Linked DNA regions of Mus musculus: region 1 is linked to region 2. A link is a contact called in public HiChIP or PLAC-seq data. All regions are on one chromosome and are shown on one strand. Each heading gives the region's core, a stretch centred on a gene start, on an enhancer-like site or on the middle of the called end of the contact. The rest is flanking DNA. Distances are from core to core; before and after follow the strand shown. Region 1 has its middle 32 kb from the start of Fam50b. Region 2 holds the start of Pxdc1 (PX domain containing 1).

Region 1 (5,561 bases), core at 1,521-4,020, 110 kb before region 2:
CTGTAGGTAAGGGCCTGTTTCAAGAGAGAGAGAGAAAAAGAGAGAGAGAGGGAGAGAGAGAGGGGGGAGGGGGGAGAGAGAGAGGGAGGGGAGGAGGGGATGGGAGGGGGAGAGGGAAAAGGAGAGGGAGAGGGGAGGGGAGGGGAGGGGAGAGGGAGAGAGAATGAATTTCAGTAATGTAGAAATGCCTGTATGAACGGTGAGAGCTTAAATTGCTGCAATCATTTGGAAGCCGTCTGAGCTTCAGTTGTCTCTCATTAAGTAACAAAAGCCCATCAGAGCGGGCATTTCAATTTTGCTTCCACTAGCTTCCAATTAGAAAGCATTCATCCATCCCCAAATAAGAAATTGATTAATGATCTATTATGGAGTGAAAGTCGTCCTACAGAAACCGCACTCGGGACGAAGCATGCAGCACTCATGTTTTAGAGAATGAATACTTCGGGGCTAGGTAGACTTTTGATTTTGGGAAGGGAGACTTGGGCCCGGGTTACTATACCCACTTTTCTCAGCAGGTGGATGTGGACATTTGCTGGGAAGCTGTAGGGAAAATTTGCCTGAGCAAAGGTTTCTTCTAACCTTTGATCTTTTGAAAATGCAATCAAGTATCCATCCAGCCCTTGGAACCGGCTGGGGCATGTGAAGTCCACTTGGTGCTGACTCCATCATGGAGGGAGGACAGTGACTCTGACTTGACATCCAGAAAGGTTTCTCCACTGAAACACCATCAGGCTGCTTCTGTTTGATTTTAGTAGTTTTTCTTTTAACTGTTTAAAAACAATCATGTTAATCCACAGTTTATCTTGAAGTTTCCCGTCTCCTTTATGGAAGTGAGGCTTTCAACACAGGACATTCCTCCGGTTTTTTGTTTTTGTTTTTTTTTTTTTTTTTAGATTCAGCTTAAATTCTTATTAATGTTTATATTTTAAGTGTTTTATATTTTAACAGATAGCACAGGTGTATGGCTCACAGTTCAAAGACCCAACCTGGTCTAATGTGGAAAGAGTCTTTCACACTCCTGTCTCCAAGCTGCACTCTTCTTCCCCTTAGAGCAAAACAACGGTTTCTAGAATCTTGTATGTTTTTTTCAGAGATATTTAAAGTGCCATATATATGAGAAAAATCCCTCTATCAGTTTGCCTCTGCCCTCTTTTAAATAAACAGTGTCATATAATGAGTTCTGAGAACACACACACACACACACACAAACACATACATATGACCTTTTTTTTCTATTTAAATAAAAGGGGGGGGTGGCTAGAAGCACAAGGCAGTGTGAAGAGTTTAGAAAAATCCTCCCCACAGAGAAACATCTATAAACTGATCAAAATTAGCAAAATCGAATCCGTAGAACTCTCTAAAGAGCCATCAAAGTGCTCGCAGCAGATGGAGAGCCACTTACTCAGCAGAAATAGAGGTGGCGGTGGTGGGAGGGAGGCCGCTGCACATAGCTCTGTGCCAGAGAGCTGATGGAGGGAGCCGAATGAGTGGGGACAGACCGATGGGTCCCACCTCCCCCGGCTCCCCGCTGTGCAAGCCTTACAGGATATAAGGAGTACACAACAGTGCCAGCCCATGAGTGTTGGTGATCGGTTCTCAGAGCTCATTTACTACCCCAACAGAGAAGGGACGTGACGAAGATGCTGCCACACACAGCCCCTCTTTCTCTCTTCGCAGTACTTTGTGGAAGGACTGCTTGGTTGTAGTCAGACACGCCCATCTCTAACATACCTGAAGTGGAAGCACTGTTCCAGATAGACTTGGCAGCCAGGCTGAGGTGCATACGCTTGGCCCGTAGGGAGTGGCACTGTTGGGAGGTGTGGTCTTGTTGGAGGTAGTGTGTCTGTGTAGGGGTGGGGTAGAAGGGTGGGCTTTGATACCCTCCTGCTAACTGCTTGCAAGAGTCTTCTCCTAGCATGGCCTTCAGATCAAGATGCGGAACTCACAGCCTCGGCTCCTTCTCCAGCACCATGTCTGCCTGTGTGTCACTGTGTTTCTTGCCTTGATGATGTTGGACTAAAGCTAAACCTCTGAAACTGTAAGCCAGATCCAATGAAATGTTTGCCTTTCTAAGGCGTTGCTCGGGTCATGGCGTCTCCTCACAGCAGTAAAATGTTATGGTCCTGTCCCCAGCTGTGAGAATCGAACCACACACATTAGTGATGGCACTAGTCCCTTCTGCCACACATACCTAGTTCCTGCTCAGTTTGGAGGATGCAGGTGGCAAAGCTGCAGAAGAGTCATCTCCATCCTTTTCCACATTGTAAACTGTTGAGGGACACCTTTGTGCTAGGCTCAACAGTGGCCATACACCACCCTGGGCCAGGCTCTGCTTTAATTGTATAAGAGTGTGGAGGAATTTATGACCCTGGGTCATGATGGAAAACAATAACTAACCAGTTGATATAATAAGAAATTAGGCCGGGTGTGGTGGTGCACGCCTTTAATCCCAGCACTCGGGAGGCAGAGGCAGGCGGATTTCTGAGATTGAGGCCAACCAGCCTGGTCTACAAAGTAAGTTCCAGGACAGCCAGGGCTATACAGAGAAACCCTGTCTCGAAAAACAACAAAACAAAACAAAACAAAACAAAACAAACAAACAAACAAACAAACAAAAAAGTAAAGAAAAGAAATTAGGCTTGAAAATAAAACCTAGGGGGTTGGGCAGAGGCTGAAGAACTTCAAAAATACAAGGACAATACTTGCCAATGAGCTAACAGCAGTCTCCAGGGCAGGAAGTCGGGATCCAGAGCTGATGCCTCCTGCAGACTGAAATGTGCAGCTTTCAACAGCAGCTATGAGTCATAGGGAGAAACGGAAAAGAGCAAGCCAGTGCAGGCCAGCACCGGCAGCAGAAAGGATCCATAAAGTACGCAGATGTTGGGTTTAACAGAAAATGATTTCAAAGTGACTACCACAACCATGTTCAAAGAACCACAGGAGACCACTTCTGAAGGACCAAGGGAAGGAGGGAGATAATATAAATAGTGACTGGAAAGGGGAGCCAAACAGAAGTATAAGATCCAAAGAAAAAAAAAACTCACTGGGTATAAAAAAAACAGGCAGAGGTGAAGATAGAATATGCAAAGAGGAAAAATAATCAACTGAGCATCATGGGATTATGAATAGTGTTAAATATGCCAATACACGCATACTGAGTATACCAGAAAAAGAAGAAAGAGTGAGGCAGAAAAAATAAAGTGTTTAGGGGTGGGTGAGATGGCTCAGAAGGTGAGGGCATAGGCTGCAAAACCTGACAACCTGAGTTTGATCCTATCCCGAAACCCCAGGAAAGAGAACTGATCCCCACAAGTTGTGTTCTGACCTCTACAGGCCCACTCAGTCATTTGTGAACCTGGTCCCCAAATAAATAAGTAAAAATTGTGTGTGTGTGAGAGAGTGAATGTGTTCAAAGAAGTAATGCCTGGTCAGCATGGTGGCATATACCTTTTGCCTCAATACAGACAGAGGCAGGTGGATCTTTGAATTTGAGGCTAGCCTAGTCAATATAGTGAGTTCTAGGTCAATTAATGTTACTTAGTGAGAGCTTGTCTAAAGAAGGCAGAATAAAGGGGAAAAAAGGAGAGAGAGAGAGAGAGAGAGAGAGAGAGAGAGAGAGAGAGAGAGAGAGAGAGAGAGAGAATTCACCAAATTTTAAAAAGGGGGTGAGGAGAAGGGGTGCACTTTGAATTGCTAATGGATCAGTGCTTAAGAGCACCAGCTGTTCTTCCACAGGACTGGGTTGAGCTCCAGGATCTACATGGTGGCTCAGAACTTGGTGTAACTTCAGTCCCAAGGATCTGATGTCCTCTTCTAGCTTCTAGAGGTGCTGGTGCTGCACACCGGATGCACAGACACATGTGCAGTAAAATTCCATACACACAAAATGGTAAAATAAAACAAACCGACCAAAGTGGTAGCCAAAGAAGGGGTTTCTGTCTGGAAGGTAGAAAGGGAGTCAAGAGGAGGTAATGGCGGGAGGGAAGAACAGTAGATACACAAGGATTGAGTAAGGTGATGTAGCTTAACCAAACTCATTACTTCATAAGCTAACTTCGAAAATGACTTAAAGGTCAATGAGGTGGCTCAGAGGTTTAATGGCCTGCTGCCAAGTCTGACAACCTGAGTTTGCTCTCCAGGACCAACGTGGAGGAAGGATAGGACCGACTCTCACAAGTTGTTCTCTGGCTCCCACTGTTTCCCATGGCACACATACACACATGCATGGCACACATGCACACATGCATGGCACACATGCACACATGCATATGTACACAAGATAAATAAAGTGTAATTTCTAAAACGGTCTTCTTAAAGCTTACTTACACTTTAAAAAAAAAAGTAATGGCTGAAATTTTCAAACTTTCTAAGAACTAATTTATATATCTGAGCAGCTCAATTAATTCTAAATAGAATTAAAATGGGGATACGAACAATACAGTGTAGTGAAATGGAAGCAGGCAATAAATGGAAAAAATGTGAAAGGTACAGAAGGAAACTGACTCATCAAACACAGTAGGGCGAATTGCCTCTGTCCCTGTGAGTTAACTTCACACCAAAACAATGGAAACCAAAGGCTATATTTAAAATTGTTTCTTATAAAACCTGTGGCTGGAGTCACTCCTTAAACAGAGGGTGAGAAGCTTCCAAGAGACTGTCCCAAGTCATCCTGAGGCAGGCCAGTCAGACTCCCACAAAAAGAAAGATTATAATCAGGCTGCTCATTCCAGCACATCTGTCAGGGGAAGGCCATCTCTGAGCACTGGGGAATATTTCTTAAATATTTAGATGTAGTTAGGGACTGTGCTGGTTTAGTAAAATGCTATTTGTAGGTTCATTTCTAAGATCCGTGACTTTACTAGTCCTGGGTAGTTGGCTAGGTTTCCACTACCCCTAGTTTTTCCAGTACCCAAGGCATGATTGTTGAGCATGTCTTAAGTCAATTAGAGAGCTGTTGGCTATCACAGAAGCATGCATACCACTGCTGAGCCCTTAGGGCTACTGTCTTGCTGATGGTTGTTGTGGTTCATAGGTGTCATCGTTGGGTAGGGCTGTTGATTACTTCCTTTGGAAGCTTGTGTGGTGCTTCAGAGAGGAGGTTTTCAGGTCAGTTCCAGCTCTGAGGACTTTGGTCCTGTATCTGAAGTGCACGATGTCTCCAGAAACAGGGACTTACCTTCTGCCTCTGTGGGGACCCAGGACAATGGCAAATGCATGAAATGTCTTAGGAGTCTCTTGGCCAACCATGAGCAACAACAACTCCAGAGGACTTTTCATGCCCGGAATTTGTTGTTGTTGTTATTACATGGTCTTTGGCTCTTGGAAAGAGTATTGTGAGTCCAGATGGGAAATTTTCATTTAAACTATATATGTATATTTGTATACTGACCTATGTATATTATCTCTATTTTTAGATGAATAATCAGTAGTATGATTCCTTATTACTTTCTCAGACTTCCTTGCTGTTATTTTACCCTCTTCCTTCCTTCCTCTGTATTTTCTCACAGTTTCCTCCCTAAAATTAGAGCCCTCTGTTTTATGATAATAAAAGATATTTTAAA
Region 2 (5,196 bases), core at 463-2,962:
AAAAAAAGATGATTCAAAGACCATTTCAGAGTGGCACATGCCTCCAAACTCAGCACTCCAGAGACTAAGGCAGAAGGATCAGTGGTTTGAGTCAGCCTGGGCTACAAAGTGAGATCTTATATCACAGAGAATAGGGACTTGGTGTTTATTCTTGTTCTGAGGTGTGTGTGTGTGTGTGTGTGTGTGTGTGTGTGTGTTAACCTGGAAAGCACTGTGGTATCCCAGGTTGGCCTCCAGCTTTAAAAGGTCTTCCTGTCCCTGCCTGGGCTACTTGAATTACATACGTGAGGCACTCCAGACCCCTATCATCTTTTTTTTTTAAAGTAGTAAAATGAAGTTTCTAGGCTGTATAGAAAAGTGATTAATGAATGATCTAAGCGGCATAAAAGATAGCGTGTTCTAACCAGTGACTTCCCAACAGTGACTGCTTTTACTCTGCCATCTCGTTTTACTTCCAGATCTCTTGAAGCAACTTCTATTAATAAGAAAACACTTTCTTCAGCGCCCAGGAATGACAGACTCAAAGTGGTGGCTAGCCTCACAGAGCTAGGCCACTCGAGCAGCAGCGAACTGAACTGGAGACTTGGTTGTTCCCACCCAGCAAACTCTACCCTAAAGATGGGGTGCTTAAAAAAGTGTATTTCTGGGGGGTCCTGGGGATGATGCTGTGATAGGAGACAGCTTCAGAAGGGACATGGCTCCAGGCAGTAGTGGGGATTGGCATAGGCGTGCCTGAGCAGAACTTTTTGGTAAATAGGAGGACTGATTTCTGCAGTGACACGAGCGATCTAAGTACCCGCCCCCTGCCGGGGATGACCGGTCAACGGAAATCAGGGTCAGTGAGGTCCAGAGAAGGAATACCTGTTGCCTAACGTCTTTGTTCACTGACTATTTAGAAGCGTATAAAAAGCATAGTCTTTCTCCCAGGTTGTAGGTAGAAGAATGTCTGGAACCAAGCTACAATTCTTAATGCTAGACACTGTTTTTCAATTGGGAGCCATGCGGTACATTCCTTCTCTGTGGGTCGTTCTGCCAAGGGGGACTTCCTAAGCTCCTCCTGAGTTGCTCTCTCCGGGGAGACCCCGGTCTCCTACAATTCTGTCCCATATTCTTTTGGCGGACAACCCTCCTGGGGATCCTCTTCTAAGAACCACACGGTCTTGCCTTCTGGTCTGTCTGTCCCGCCTCGTCCCGGGCCTCCGTCAAGCTAAGGCACGACCGGAATGCGCGGGAGGACCCGGGGCGGAGTCGCCGGTAACCGATGGGACACGGGGCGGGTCAGCCCGAGTCCCGGCCCAGACCAGGCGAGTCAAGGGCGGCGCGGGGACCAGCACCAGTCCCTCTGCCCGGATTCCCGCTTGGTCTGAGCCCGCGTCCCCGCCCCATGCGGCGCCGCCCCGGGACTCTGGACTCCAGCGACGTGTCGATCCCACCCCCGTGTGGGCCTGGCAGAGTGCTCAACTCGGGGCTGGAGAATCCCGAGGATCCAGAGTGGGAACGAGGAGAAAGTCGCCTTGCGCGCGGGGAGAGCGCAGGACCAGCCTCGCCTAGCAGTTGGCAGACCAGGGAGGAGGCGATTTGCGTGCAGCTCTGGGCCGGGACCGCCCGCGGCGGGTCAGCGGGAGGCAGGAGGGAGGCGCCGCAGCCGGGACTCGACGTCGCCGCCCGCGATGGGAAGTGCCTTATAAAGCCGCAGCCCGTTCAGTCCCACAGACTCCTGGCGGCGCCGCCCTGAGCGCGCGGGCCACACGTAGCCGCCCCAGAGTGAGCGCAGAGCTGCGGCGTATTCGCGGGGCACCAACTTCTCCCCCACGGGGACTCTTAACCGCCGTTGCGGGAATCGAGCGCGTCCCACGGAGAACCCCTGATCGCCCCTGCCAGGACTCACTCTGCCCAGGCGGACCCCAGGCGGGGGCCGAGGGCGCCCCCGGCGGCAGGGGCATGCGCCGCCCGCGGCATGGCCTCGGCGGTGTTTGAGGGCACGTCGCTCGTGAACATGTTCGTGCGCGGTTGCTGGGTGAACGGGATCCGCAGGCTCATCGTCAGCAGGCGCGGCGATGAGGAGGAGTTCTTCGAAATCCGCACCGAGTGGTCGGACCGCAGCGTGCTCTACCTGCACCGCAGCTTCGCCGACCTGGGCCGCCTGTGCAAGCGCCTCCGCGATGCCTTCCCCGAGGACCGGTCTGAGCTGGCGCGCACGCCGCTGCGGCAAGGTGCGGGGCTGCGGGACTGGGGGCACCGGGGGATGCGGGGAGATGCGGTTTTCGGGAGGGGCTTTGTGGGGGAGGAACTTAGTGAGGAGCTCATCCAAGTGCGATGAAGTCCGCGGGAAGAGTTACTTAAAACTCTACTATTCGGCACCTGACGGAGGACATCCTAGACCCCGGCTTTCCTGAATGGTCGTTCAGAAAGGGCTGGGAACCGGCACGGAGTCTGGGGCGCACACTCTTGGAGGATAAATGAGATGGCTGGGGAAAGGGACAAGGTCAGCAGGACTCTCGCCTGACTGTCCCAAAGAACGAGCCTCTAGTGAAGAAGCGGAGGCGACATCCAGAGCTGACAGCTACTGGGTCCCAGCTGCTGTGGAGAACCAGTAGAGGCTGGAATGGGTTTGCTGGAAAGGGTAGAGACCGTTATAGAGTATCGAAACTGGGGTGATCGCAGCAGGTATGATCGCTGCTCAGGTCCTGCCCAGTAGAGGCCCCATCTGTATTCTGCCCCGGGGACAGCTGAGCCTGAAAGCGAGGTGCCACGCAGCAATCTTTTCCACCTCTCCTAGGAGGAGGCCGCCCCGCCTGGATCTGTCCGGCCAACCCAGGGTCCCCACCCCTGAGCCGGGTCCGCATTCGGATTTGATTAGCCATGGCCGCCTCCTCTCAGGCCGTGTGACGGTCCTGGTTGGCTGTGACTGTTGTTTTTCTCAAACAGCAGTGGCTTCCCCTTTGCTTCCTAAGGACAGCAAAAGGACTGGAAGAGTGGAGGAAACTGGAGAGAGACCTTGATAGAGACGGGGGAGGGGGGAAGAATAAAATGTGAGGCAAAGAGCCGGGTAAGCGGTAGGGCAGGAGGGATCAATATAGCTTCTGAGCAGACTTCCCCCCAGTACGTGGCCTCCCGGGGCTCTGAGACCCTTGGACCCAAGTCCTCAAAGCAGTCATCCTGTGACAGCTTGGGGCAAAGTTACTCAAGGTTAGCCAGTACGCATTTCCTTGGCCGCCTGTCTGGCTAAGGTCTTGAGATAACCTCCGTTTCCCTCTGGTGATAGGTTCCACCAATGTGTGGCTTATGTGGATAATTAGCTCCATTCTCATGACACATCCCCTGGCAGACACATCATTTGGACAGGTTCCCAAAAGCAAGTGAGTGTGGAGGCCCGGAGTGACAAGCCTGGTTTAGATCTCCATCCCAGCCGCTCCCAGTGGCTGAGCAACGTTGTCAAGATTAGGCCTGTTTTTATTGCTTTAAATTCGCTCTTTGTTGTAGTTTTAATTTAACAAATGAATGTCTGAGTCAGGAAAGCATCAGGAAGGGTCGCTGGTTTACTCAGTGGCTTCTTCTGGAATAAGGCTGTCCATAAACAAGTTGAACTTTCTGGCTCTCCCTCTGAGCAGTTCCCAGAGCTCTGCTGTGACCACAGACTAGAATCATCTATGAGAATACCTGTTGCCTGTGGGGTTTTGTGAGGGGTGAACCGCCAGGCTGTATCTGGTGACAATAAGCGTCTGTAAAGGACACTTGTTTACTACTGGTGCCTTCTGGCCAGGGGCGCTGGTTGCAGAGAGTGCGGGAAGGGATGTGACTTCAGGGTGGAGTCACAGGCGAAAAGGCCTTCCCTGAAGCAGAAGGGAGGAAACCATCTTACCCTTGTTCACCTGGCCTCGTTTGCATGTATGCAACCATCTGGAGTCACAGGCCCTGCAGTGTAGCTGCACATTCTCCAGAGTAAAGGAAGTATTTAGAAGTGATGAGAAGTGGGTGACTATCATGGAGGAAACCAAGGGCTATGAGAGCTGCCTTCAAGTATCTGAAGGGTAGGGAGAAGTGGGTTAGATGTACTGATGGAGCTGGCAGGGCGGCTGGGTTGAGATGCAGTGGCTGACAACCTACTAAGTGACCATTAGAACTGCCCATCACTGGTGCCCGGTCCTAGCTGATGCAAACCTCTTATGAGGGTCCACCTAGTACTCCCTAGATGAAATGAGGGTGGACTCTGGGCACAATAGAGAGGTGACCCTGAATCACGATCCATTCTGTTTCTCCTTTCTCTGCTTGATTCTTCCCTAGGGCCACCCTCAATTTCTTCCACAAAACCACGAAGGTCCTTTTACTTCCATTGATCCTTTCAAGTCTAGGGAAAGTCGTGTGCCAAGTAAAAATACCCCATAGTAACACAAAAGAAGATTCTACCTCTTGTCCATGCAAATTTGTTATTTGCTTTAAAAAATCGTATTTTCAAACTATCAACAGGGAAGCACTCCAGCTGTGTGGAGTGCTGGCAATTTAATTTCTGTCAGGCAGATTCCCACGTCTGTATTTATTGAAATCTCTGGGCCAAGCTTGATTTATGTTACCTGGTTTTCATTAGAAAAGCTTCCCCGGGAAGAGGCTGGTAGTAGTTCCTGATACCCAGACTAGTGGGGAGGCCACGACTCTACTTTGCATTTCTGAATCTTCACGAAGTTGAAGAGGTGCTGAGCCCTCCGTCTTGGCTCCTGCAGTACTGCCATGAGAGAATTAGGTTTTCTTTTCTTCTGTGGTGTTATGCTTGGTGGATGATCATTGCCTCTTTATGTGTCCTGGTGACACACAGGCAGGGACCCCTGTATGGGGTTTAGGCACGGTGCTGTTTGGATGAGATAAAGTAGTGCTGATTTCAGTCTTGCTTCTCTCCTGTAGTTTTTTTTTTTTTTTTTTTTTTCCCATGGAACTAGGTCTCTCCAGACACTTAACTAGCAGCAGGTTGGTAGCTTATGACCCAGGGCTGATAGAGCCGCTTCTTGCTGTCCTTCAGCCCTGGGATGGGAAGATGGCTGTTTCTTGTGGACATTGTGTTTGGGTTGCCAGGGTGTCCCCTCGCCCCCTCTTACTTTTCTGTTCTCTTTCACATGGGGTTGTGTCTTGTGTTTAAGTCCCCTGTGCTTTGTGATACCCACTGCTTCGGATTGTGAGCAAGACCTCTCGATTTGTTTACATCTC

The links. HiChIP or PLAC-seq counts read pairs in DNA pulled down with a chosen protein or histone mark.
Region 1: an H3K27ac HiChIP or PLAC-seq map of embryonic fibroblasts shows a contact between it and region 2, with 20 read pairs. The contact joins the enhancer-like site here to the promoter of Pxdc1 in region 2. A contact is called at or near these places in 12 of 39 promoter capture datasets (3T3-L1-derived adipocytes, the HPC-7 cell line, cranial neural crest and 9 more), 7 of 484 Hi-C or Micro-C datasets (the MNK3 cell line, bone marrow-derived macrophages, cardiomyocytes and 3 more), 16 of 115 datasets of contacts at active chromatin or transcription factors (SST interneurons, bone marrow-derived macrophages, embryonic fibroblasts and 12 more) and 3 of 9 other capture datasets (adipose tissue, liver and pancreatic islet).

Annotation. Positions count from the first base shown.
Region 1 is chr13:34,763,995-34,769,555 of GRCm38.p6, reverse strand. No RefSeq gene overlaps it. Among named protein-coding and RNA genes, the nearest start is that of Fam50b, 32 kb to the right of the region's middle. Within about 2 kb of position 2,770, at least 41 of the 459 cell types and tissues checked have an H3K27ac peak or open chromatin away from gene starts, as enhancers often do. A contact at or near this core is called in SST interneurons, adipose tissue, bone marrow-derived macrophages and 4 more, where this site is marked.
Region 2 is chr13:34,649,197-34,654,392 of GRCm38.p6, reverse strand. It overlaps Pxdc1 (PX domain containing 1), which reads left to right and starts at 1,712. Exons shown (of 5, transcript NM_025831.3): 1 at 1,712-2,213. The coding sequence starts at 1,958. It overlaps Gm15908 (predicted gene 15908), which reads right to left and starts at 1,470. Exons shown (of 4, transcript NR_105041.1): 1 at 1,165-1,470.